Regions from separate parts of the Mus musculus genome. Here region 2 is linked to region 1. A link is a contact called in public promoter capture Hi-C data. All regions are on one chromosome and are shown on one strand. The core of a region is the stretch at or near the end of the contact, and the rest is flanking DNA. Distances in the headings are between cores, read along the strand shown. Region 1 overlaps Phyh (phytanoyl-CoA hydroxylase). Region 2 overlaps Optn (optineurin).

Region 1 (4,294 bases), core at 639-3,138:
ATGGCTTTTATAGACCAGGCTAGTAGACATATCAGGAAAAAGTGTCAGAGGCTAGAAAGACAGAATAAGTCATTGAAGAATTTAGTTCAGGTTGCTGAGAAAGTCTACCATAACAAGGAGACAGAGGAGGAAAAGGAGCAGAGAAAGAGAATAAAGAAAAGCGACAGGGAAGGAATCTACAGAGTCCTGACTCTCAGGCTAGACTCAAAATACACAGAAGAAGAAAGGACTCAGATTGCTAGCCACCCTACCAACTATTACCAAGAGAAGGTAGAACAATGGCGCACACAAGAAGGGAGAACTATACTCCCCAGAAAGCAAGCAAAAGACTTACAAGGCCAAATGCATCAATGGACTCATTTAGGGGATAAAAAAGCTTGTCCAAGCAGTTAAGGGACCTAAAGTGTATATATAATGGACCTCAGGCTCTGGTCCAGAGCGATAGTAGAACAGTATAAGGTATGTTGGCAAGTGAATGCTTATGCAGCCAAGAGTAAACAGGGCAAAAGACCAAGGGGAGAACGGCCTGGAGCTCATTGGGAGGAGGACCTTGCAGAAGTTAAGCCAGAAAAATATGGTTACAAATACCTTCTAGTATTTGTAGATGTTTTCCCTGGATGGGTTGAAACATACCCCACCAAGCTAGGTACCCTTGTTTTCACTCCTCAGCACCAAAGGATAGTAGGGTGACGACTAACCTGTGTTTATGGAAGGTGTTGGGCTGGTGGTGTCATGCAAGGAATCGTGTGTGAGAAAATGAGATTCAACCTTTATCACCTCCATGGTTCTCTCCTGCGCACTGTAGCTGTGAATATTCACTGTATGCTCTAACTGAGAACAACACCTCTATGATAGGAAGCTGGTAGGAGGCGGGCTCATGAGGGGAGGGATGTACAACGTGAGGTAGACTGAGCTTCCAAGAAATCATTTCTGCTTGCATAGAAAGAAATTGGGGCGCTGGAGAGATGGCTCAGCAGTTGAGAGTAATGACTGCTCTTCCGAAGGTCCTGAGTTCAAATCCCAGCAACCACATGGTGGCTCACAACCATCCATAATGAGATCTGACTCTTCTGGAGTGTCTGAAGACAGCTACAGTGTATTCATATATAATAAATAAATAAATCTTAAAAAAAAGAAATTGACTTAATATGCCTACATTATACTCAGTCACCTTTATTAGTTACACCCTAGGTTAGTTTTTCTTAAAACAGTAATATTTCACTCCATTAAGACAATAGTACCACATTAATTAAATTCATGAATCCCCAATACGTGCATCTTGATCTTGTTAACAGGTGATAAAAAGAGAACATCATCTCAGTTAAAAATTTTTTTCCTTAGATGTCTTTCTTTGCTTTGATGTCCTCTTTAAAGGAATTATAAGGAAGAGCTAACTCTTTTCATTTTGTTTATGGGGGAAAGAGGAGGAGATAGCATCCTTCTGTGTAGCTCAGGCTGTACTCGAACTCTCGATGCTCCTGTCTCAGACTATCATCCCAGTACCTCACTCTTGAAGGGCTGTTTCAAATGTTTATTCTTTCTCCTTTCACAAGTCGGCTTCGAAATATCCAAGTGTCCTAAAATAAGATCAAACAGAGTTTGTGAAATACTTCCATTGGCCTACCCACCATGATTAAAGGGTTCAAAAGCCTTTATAAATGATTAAGTAGGAAAAATATTAATAGTTATATTGATTAATAGATAAACTACATTCTGGGACTCCAGTCAAGATAGTGTAGATGATTGGTGACATGGGGTGTGACTTCTGTGTGCCCCTTGTACTAACAGCCCTGAGTCATCACTGATTCTGTCTTTGAGCCCTATGCCGGCCTTTGTGATGACAAAGAAAATAAAACCAGCTTTCCAAATCGAATGTGCCCGCCCACGGGGATTGATTGAACGGGTCTGCAACAACAGGGACTATGCACAGCTAAAGCTCTATGTTGCCCTTCTTAGTGGGTTCAGCCACAGCTCTGAAGTGAGCGCGAAACAGAAGCCTGTCTGCTTTCAGATTAACCCCGAAGGAAGGGACCCCTAGCCCCCTAGCGTTTCCTCTGTGATCGCATGCAGTACCTTAAAGTCCATGACTCCTTGGAATCCATACTTTTTCTCTGCCATCTCGACAACTTCCCTTGCAATATTTTCTTGACTGGTGCCGCTCACATCGATACACTGGCAGTCAGAGCTGCCGAAGTGGCAGGAAATTGCCTGTAGAGAAAGGACCGACTAAGATTGGAGAGGAACAGTTTGTCGATCCCGTTATGCCCGAAGCCAAGTAGAGCCCTCTGAGAACAGAACTGTTTCACTTGGATTTGATTTTTCAATTGGAGAGGTGGTCTACAGTATCTTACACCAGTCTCCTCCCAAGGCTAAGTGAGAAATTATAAAATATTTTAAAATTTCAAACAATGTTTGTGTGTGTTTGTATGCATGTCGCAAGAGGACATACATACAGAGAACACCTCTGTCTCCCAAATGCTGGGATTAAAGGCATGTGCCACCACTGTTCGGCGACACTTCTTTTTAAAAGGTGTATTTAGGAAGTCTAGTCCTTGAAGAGATCTTCAATATTTTTGGGCATTTAAATTTTTCCACCAGCACTCGGGAGGCAGAGGTAGGCGAATTTCTGAGTTCGAGGCCAGCCTGGTCTACAAAGCGAGTTCCAGGACAGCCAGGGCTATACAGAGAAACTCTGTCTCAAAAACCAAAAAAAAAAAAAAAAAAAAAAAGAGGGAAATGTGAGCTCTTCCATGTGCATTCTGTTATGAAACAATGGTGAATATTTTTCTAGAATATTCAAGACACTAGAAAAAATAGAAAGGGTAAATTCATGATTTCAGAACGTATATTTTTTTGTACTGTAATGACTACAGCCCACACTTGTACGACTCTCGGGGCCATCCCTGCCTCTTGTTTTAAAACATTGGTGTAGTAGGCAGCACGGCTGTTGGATTGTGAAGTACTAGAATATTACTTAGCTTGATAGCTGGAGTTTTACCAACCCCTCAGTTTTGTCCCAAGACAGCTCCTCTGCCTCCTTTGCCTAATTCCAAGCTCCAGACAAGCTAGAGGGAACGTAAGTGAAGAGAAGGCTATGTCTGGCACCTTCTCTTTGCCCTCAAAGAGCAGCAGGGCTGGATGAGAACCATGTGACAAACCATAAAACCCCACTTAGACCCAAAGGAGCCCTAAGGTTTGGAATGGACCCCTGTGTTCCCATAGGGAAGAGAGGACCCACAGGACTGGCAGATCTACTGGACTAGTGGAAGTGAGAAGCAGGGGGCATTTGTGGGGAATTTTTAATGTAGGCAGCAGTGTATGAAGTTGTATACACTCTTAAGGTAAGGAATAGGAGTGCCTGTTGAATCCGATTTCTGTGTAAAGTTTAGAACTCAGTACTGTTTAGGATCAATGCTATATTTCTCAATAGTGAAGATATTATAAACTTGCTTCCTGTTGTGCCTTAGAGTGAACATTATAAATTCCAAATGATTCTCCTTTGGAAATTCAGCCATTGTCTTTGCCTTAGAAGCAGCTGAGTGCAGAGAAGGACACTGCTGTTGAGAACTCTATGGACAGTCGCGGCTCAGTGATTAGGGGCCTATAATATTTTGTTTCCTCCTAACAGAGTGAATATTTATGCATTTCTTGGTCAACAAGCTGGTCCCTCAGTAAGAAGCCCTGCAGTCTTTGCTATCTTAATGTATCTTGAAGGCTTTGTTCTAGACCACTCATCTTTGGAGAGGTAGCCATCTGAGTCCGTACTTTCCGGAAGCCTTGAGTTTTGTTCCGACCAGATCCATGGATGAGCAGAGGGTGGAAGAAAACAGTATCGCCCTTTTCCATCACTAGGTGGACCCGGGGGCTGTTGGGGTCATAGTCTTGGATGCCATGGTACATTTTGTTAACACCTCCCTAGAACACATAAGAGAAGTCACATTCATATTCAAGGTGCCACCGTGAACAAGACTTCATCAGTAATGCAGCAGGGGAAGCGAGAGTCCTTGAACGTCTCCAAGGCAGCTTGTCTAAGTTAGACTCTAAATTTATATATATATATATCTGAGAACTACAACTGACTCAAGTGGCTAACATGGGTGTGGTGCTTAATTTTAATACTAACTTGATATGTTTCAGGATCTCCCTCCCCTGAAGAATTAGGGGCAGCACTAGGTAAAATGGGGCTGCCAAAGGACTGTCTATGTTTTGGTGCTTTGCTGTCTCTGTTGCTGCTGCTGCTGCTGCTTCCTTTGATAATGCTAGAAGCCATGTTTCCAGGTTTCTACCCTGGACT
Region 2 (4,294 bases), core at 1,050-3,549, 96 kb before region 1:
ACACATACACACACACACACTCTCTCATACACTCACTCACACACACACTGGCTATGTCCTTCCTTTCCCTTTCATTTCTCTTTATTTTTTTAAATTTTGAGATTGTGTCTTATCCAGCCTAGGCTGAGCTCAGACTCACACGTAGCCTAGGAGAGGAACTACGATGTTCCCTGCCTTTGCTATGCTAGGATTACAGACGTGCAGCGGCTTCTCTGGCTCTGAGTCCCAACCTTAAGACAATGGAGAACACTGAAGACTGGTACAGTGGTGCATACCCCTATGAGTCTGGTGTCTGGTAGACTGAGGCAGTTGGATTTCAGATTTAAGGACAGCTTATGTGACAGCAAATTCCAGATCAGCATGAGTGCAAAAGCAAAACGGGGGTGGGGAAGGTGGAGAGAGAACAGGATGAGCTTACATGAAGAGAGCACGCTGCCAGAACAGCACACCGTTAACTGATGGACCAACAGTTAATGGGAAAGTATTGATGTTTCTAAGCTCGGATAAAACTCATATGCAAATTGACAACTGGCGGGCTTCCGGGAGAAGAGCTGGATAACAAATAATTACGTAAGCTAGAAGCAGACATTGGCAAGGCAATATAGTCTCGGAGTCTTTCCCCACACGAATAAAGTTATATTTTGACCTGGTGACCTGTGATCCCAGAAGCCTGAGTAGGTCCAGGTTTAGCAGTAAATCCATTATCACACAGGCCTAGACTGATAGTGGATGTGGTGCACAGAAACACAAGCTTGCCCAGACTGCTTTTCACATAAGTCACTTGGGGAAGTCTTGCGCAAATCAAGTCTACTCAGGGTTTCCGTGTTAGCTGGATATTAGTGGTCCATACTTTCTCCTCACACAAGGTCCACCTCCTCTCGAATGCTCTGTCTCACGTGAATGTCTGACATTGTCTGACAGGTTGGAAGCGAAGTGGAAACACTGAGCATTCAAGTGACCTCTCTGTTTAAGGAGCTTCAAGAGGCACACACAAAACTCAGTGAGGCTGAGCTGATGAAGAAGAGACTTCAAGAAAAGTAATAACTCATTTAATTTCCTCGCATGATTTATGAAGTGCGTTACTGTAGCAAAGCAGTTTTGTTACTGTATTAAAACAAGCAGGGACCTGATAGACGGTTCAGAAAAAGAGAACTTAGTGTTGGTGTGTATTCCTGAAGCTGTTGTCACACGGGTCATAAGGACACAAGAGGACTTGCACTGTGCTGTGAAGAGCACCAACCTCTGTAACCCCTGTACAGAGCTACATATAGTATTGTGATGTGAGAGATTTGCTGTACTTGGCATTAACACCCTGCACATAGCCATAGTGTATCTGTCTTTCGGCTCTCATAGGAGATGCTCGGGGCTTTCCTTTCCTCTTACTGGATCCTCATCAGAAATGAGAGTCTTTGTGACAGGCAGACTTTAGATTCTGAAGGGTGCCCAGGGATTTTGCTGTAATTTGCTCCTTAGTTCAGGTTGGGTAAAAATATATTAAAAATATAAGATGTTTAAAATATCCCACCCACCATAAGGCGGGAAGAAACAAAACAAGAAAGCAAACCTGAAGCAAAAAGAACAAAGTGTTTTGCCCTGTGGCCCTACCACACTCTGTACTTGATATCCTCTTGAGGATTTGTGCAGAAGCCAGGGAGAGTGACAAAGTGTTGTTTCTCCTCGGGGAATATTCATCTTTTTCAGGTGTCAGGCTCTGGAGAGGAAGAACTCTGCAACACCATCAGAGCTGAATGAAAAGCAAGAGCTCGTTTACAGTAACAAGAAGTTAGAGCTGCAGGTGGAGAGCATGCGCTCCGAAATCAAGATGGAGCAGGCCAAGACAGAGGAGGAGAAGTGAGTGTGTGCACCTGTGTGCGTGGGGTGGGGGCGGGGCGGGGGCGGGGCGGGGTGGGGCGGCAGCTCACCCAGAAGGGGAAGGACAGCTGGCCAAATACAGATGGGGTGGGGTGGGGGTGGGGGTGTACCTGGGAGTCATGGCATAAAATCTGTTTTACCATCTGGAAACTAGATGTCTAGGAGACTCCTGGACAGATTAAAGTTTTGCGTTGTAGCAAAAATAGGAAAATTATTTTTATTCTATCTTTTGAGAGAAAGACAGTCTTATGGAAGATACCATTTTCTTTGAGAGTAAGAAAAATGCTGACAAGTGGTGGCTGTAGTTTCATTTCTGTTCCATGATAAAATAGCCTGACAAAGCAACTTCGTGGACAGAGGGGTTATCTTAGCTTACACGGTCCAGCCACTCACTGGGAGGGAGTTGGCCAAGGCGCTCTGGGCTGGAAGCCCATTCACATCATGTCAAGAGCAGAGAGAAATGAATGCTTAGTTCTCAGCTTGCCTTGCCTACTTCTATTGCTTAGTTTTGTTTTTTGAGACAGGATTGGTCTGTGTTTCTCTGGCTGTCCCAGAATTCACAGAGATCCACCTGCCTCTTACACCCGAGTGCTGGGATAATCGAGAGCCCTAAGCTAGGGACTGGCCGGTGTCACTGCTTTCATGTGGCAGGTCATCCGACATGGGTAAAGGCAGTGCAGACAGTCCTCACAGACAGGCCCCTGAGCCAACCTGATGGAAGCGATCTCTCACTGAGACTTTCCTCAGGTGACTCCTGGTCCTGTCAAGCTGAGAGTTAAAAGTTGGTGGGATGGAAAAAAACCAAGAGATTTTTCTACTTGAGTTTTCAAAGTCTGTTAGGGAGACAGGAGGATGGGCTTCTGTGATATTTCCCTCATTATTCCACTTTTAATATCACATTTTAATAGGTCCAGGTTAGCCACTCTGCAGGCAACTCACAACAAGCTCCTTCAAGAACATAATAAGGCACTGAAAACAATTGAAGAACTAACCAAGCAACAGGTATTTACAGAGCAAAGGTACTTCCATAGCCTGGGGATTGAACCACCAAATGACCCCTCAACTAAATCCACTCTCAAGAACTGCTTTGCGGTTATCAGTTGTAACAGAATTATTATAGCTTTTCACCTCAGCTTGTATATAAAACGTGACTTGTGTATGGAGGGGGTGCTGATGTCTCCAGGCAGGGCAAGGGCTTTTCCTACTTCCCGAGGGTGTGTCTGTAGGAAAGCTGAGAGCCTGGGCTCCTTGTCAACAGTGGAGCGAGACAGCTAGCTATAGCCATCTACTGGCTGAGACTGTGCAAGGCCATCTTGCCTGCTGGCACTGAACTTGGAACCCTGGTTTTACAGCATTTAGTTTAAATTAGTAAGGATGTTCGAATAAGCCTAGGGCCTCTTGCATATTTGGCAAATGTTCTACTATTGAGCTACACCCTCCTGCCTTCCCTCTTACAGGGTCTCAGAGTTACTTGAGCAGACCTTGAACTTGCAAGCCTACTGCTCAATCTCCTGAGTAGTTACGATTACAGGTCTCTGACATAAGCACCATGTTTTCTTTTCCTTTTCCAGAGGGGGCAGGGTGTAGGGGGTGGGGTCCATGTACATATTGGCATGTTCATGTGGAAGTCAAAAGCTGACTTTGGTATTTTCTTTGAGACAGGCCACTTTAGTTTCTGAGGGTCTCTCTTATTGAAGCTTACCAATTGGCTAGGCTGGCCAGCCAGCAAACCAGGCACCCTCCTGTCTCTGCATCCCCAGGACTAGGGTTGCAAGCAAGAGTTATCACCATATCTACCTTTTAGATGGATGCTGAGGAACTGGCCTCAGATCTCATACACACAGCAGGCACTAGGGACTGGGTAATCCCCCAGGCCTTTTTACTTCATTAAAAAACAAAAAAATTTTATAACTCTCTTAAACTATAGCTTTAAAAAAAGAGAGAGAACCTTTTGTTTGTTTGTTTGTTTGTTTGTTTGTTTATCTAGAGAAAGAGCCTTTATGTGTCCTTGGCTAGCCTGGAACTCACTGCATAGACAAGGCTGGCCTTGAACTCAGAGTTCTACCCATCCCTGCTGCCTCCAGAGTGCTGGGATTAGAGGTGTGAGCTGCATTGTCCAATAAGGACCTGATCCCTTTTAAATGTAAACTAAAGTAACATCAAAGCTAAAGTAACAAGATAAATAATAGTATCCATGCCTCAGGCTCATCAGAGTAGGCTTGTTCTCATGGGACATTGATCTGGTTTCGTGTGTGCTGAGATCTGAACTCATCTACTGGGAACAGTGCTATGCTACGCTCACTCGCTGTTACCTTCTCAGAAAGTGTTTGGGCTGGAGAGATGGCTCAGTGGGTGAGAGCACCGACTGCTCTTCCGAAGGTCCTGAGTTCAAGTCCCAGCAACCACATCACCATGTGGCTCA

What was found. Capture Hi-C pulls out chosen DNA fragments and counts their contacts.
Region 2: a contact with region 1 is called in a promoter capture Hi-C map of liver. The contact joins two enhancer-like sites. A contact is called at or near these places in 1 of 39 promoter capture datasets (liver), 1 of 484 Hi-C or Micro-C datasets (nephron progenitors) and 3 of 9 other capture datasets (adipose tissue, liver and pancreatic islet).

What each region holds. Positions count from the first base shown.
Region 1 is chr2:4,935,590-4,939,883 of GRCm38.p6, reverse strand. Phyh (phytanoyl-CoA hydroxylase) reads right to left here. Exons shown (of 9, transcript NM_010726.2): 7 at 3,766-3,915; 8 at 2,074-2,208; 9 at 1,141-1,577. The coding sequence ends at 1,524. Among named protein-coding and RNA genes, the nearest start is that of Gm13194, 4.3 kb to the left of the region's middle. Within about 2 kb of position 1,888, at least 3 of the 459 cell types and tissues checked have an H3K27ac peak or open chromatin away from gene starts, as enhancers often do. A contact at or near this core is called in liver, where this site is marked.
Region 2 is chr2:5,031,711-5,036,004 of GRCm38.p6, reverse strand. Optn (optineurin) reads left to right here. Exons shown (of 14, transcript NM_001356487.1): 8 at 922-1,037; 9 at 1,702-1,851; 10 at 2,781-2,874. Among named protein-coding and RNA genes, the nearest start is that of Mcm10, 21 kb to the right of the region's middle. Within about 2 kb of position 2,299, at least 25 of the 459 cell types and tissues checked have an H3K27ac peak or open chromatin away from gene starts, as enhancers often do. A contact at or near this core is called in liver, where this site is marked.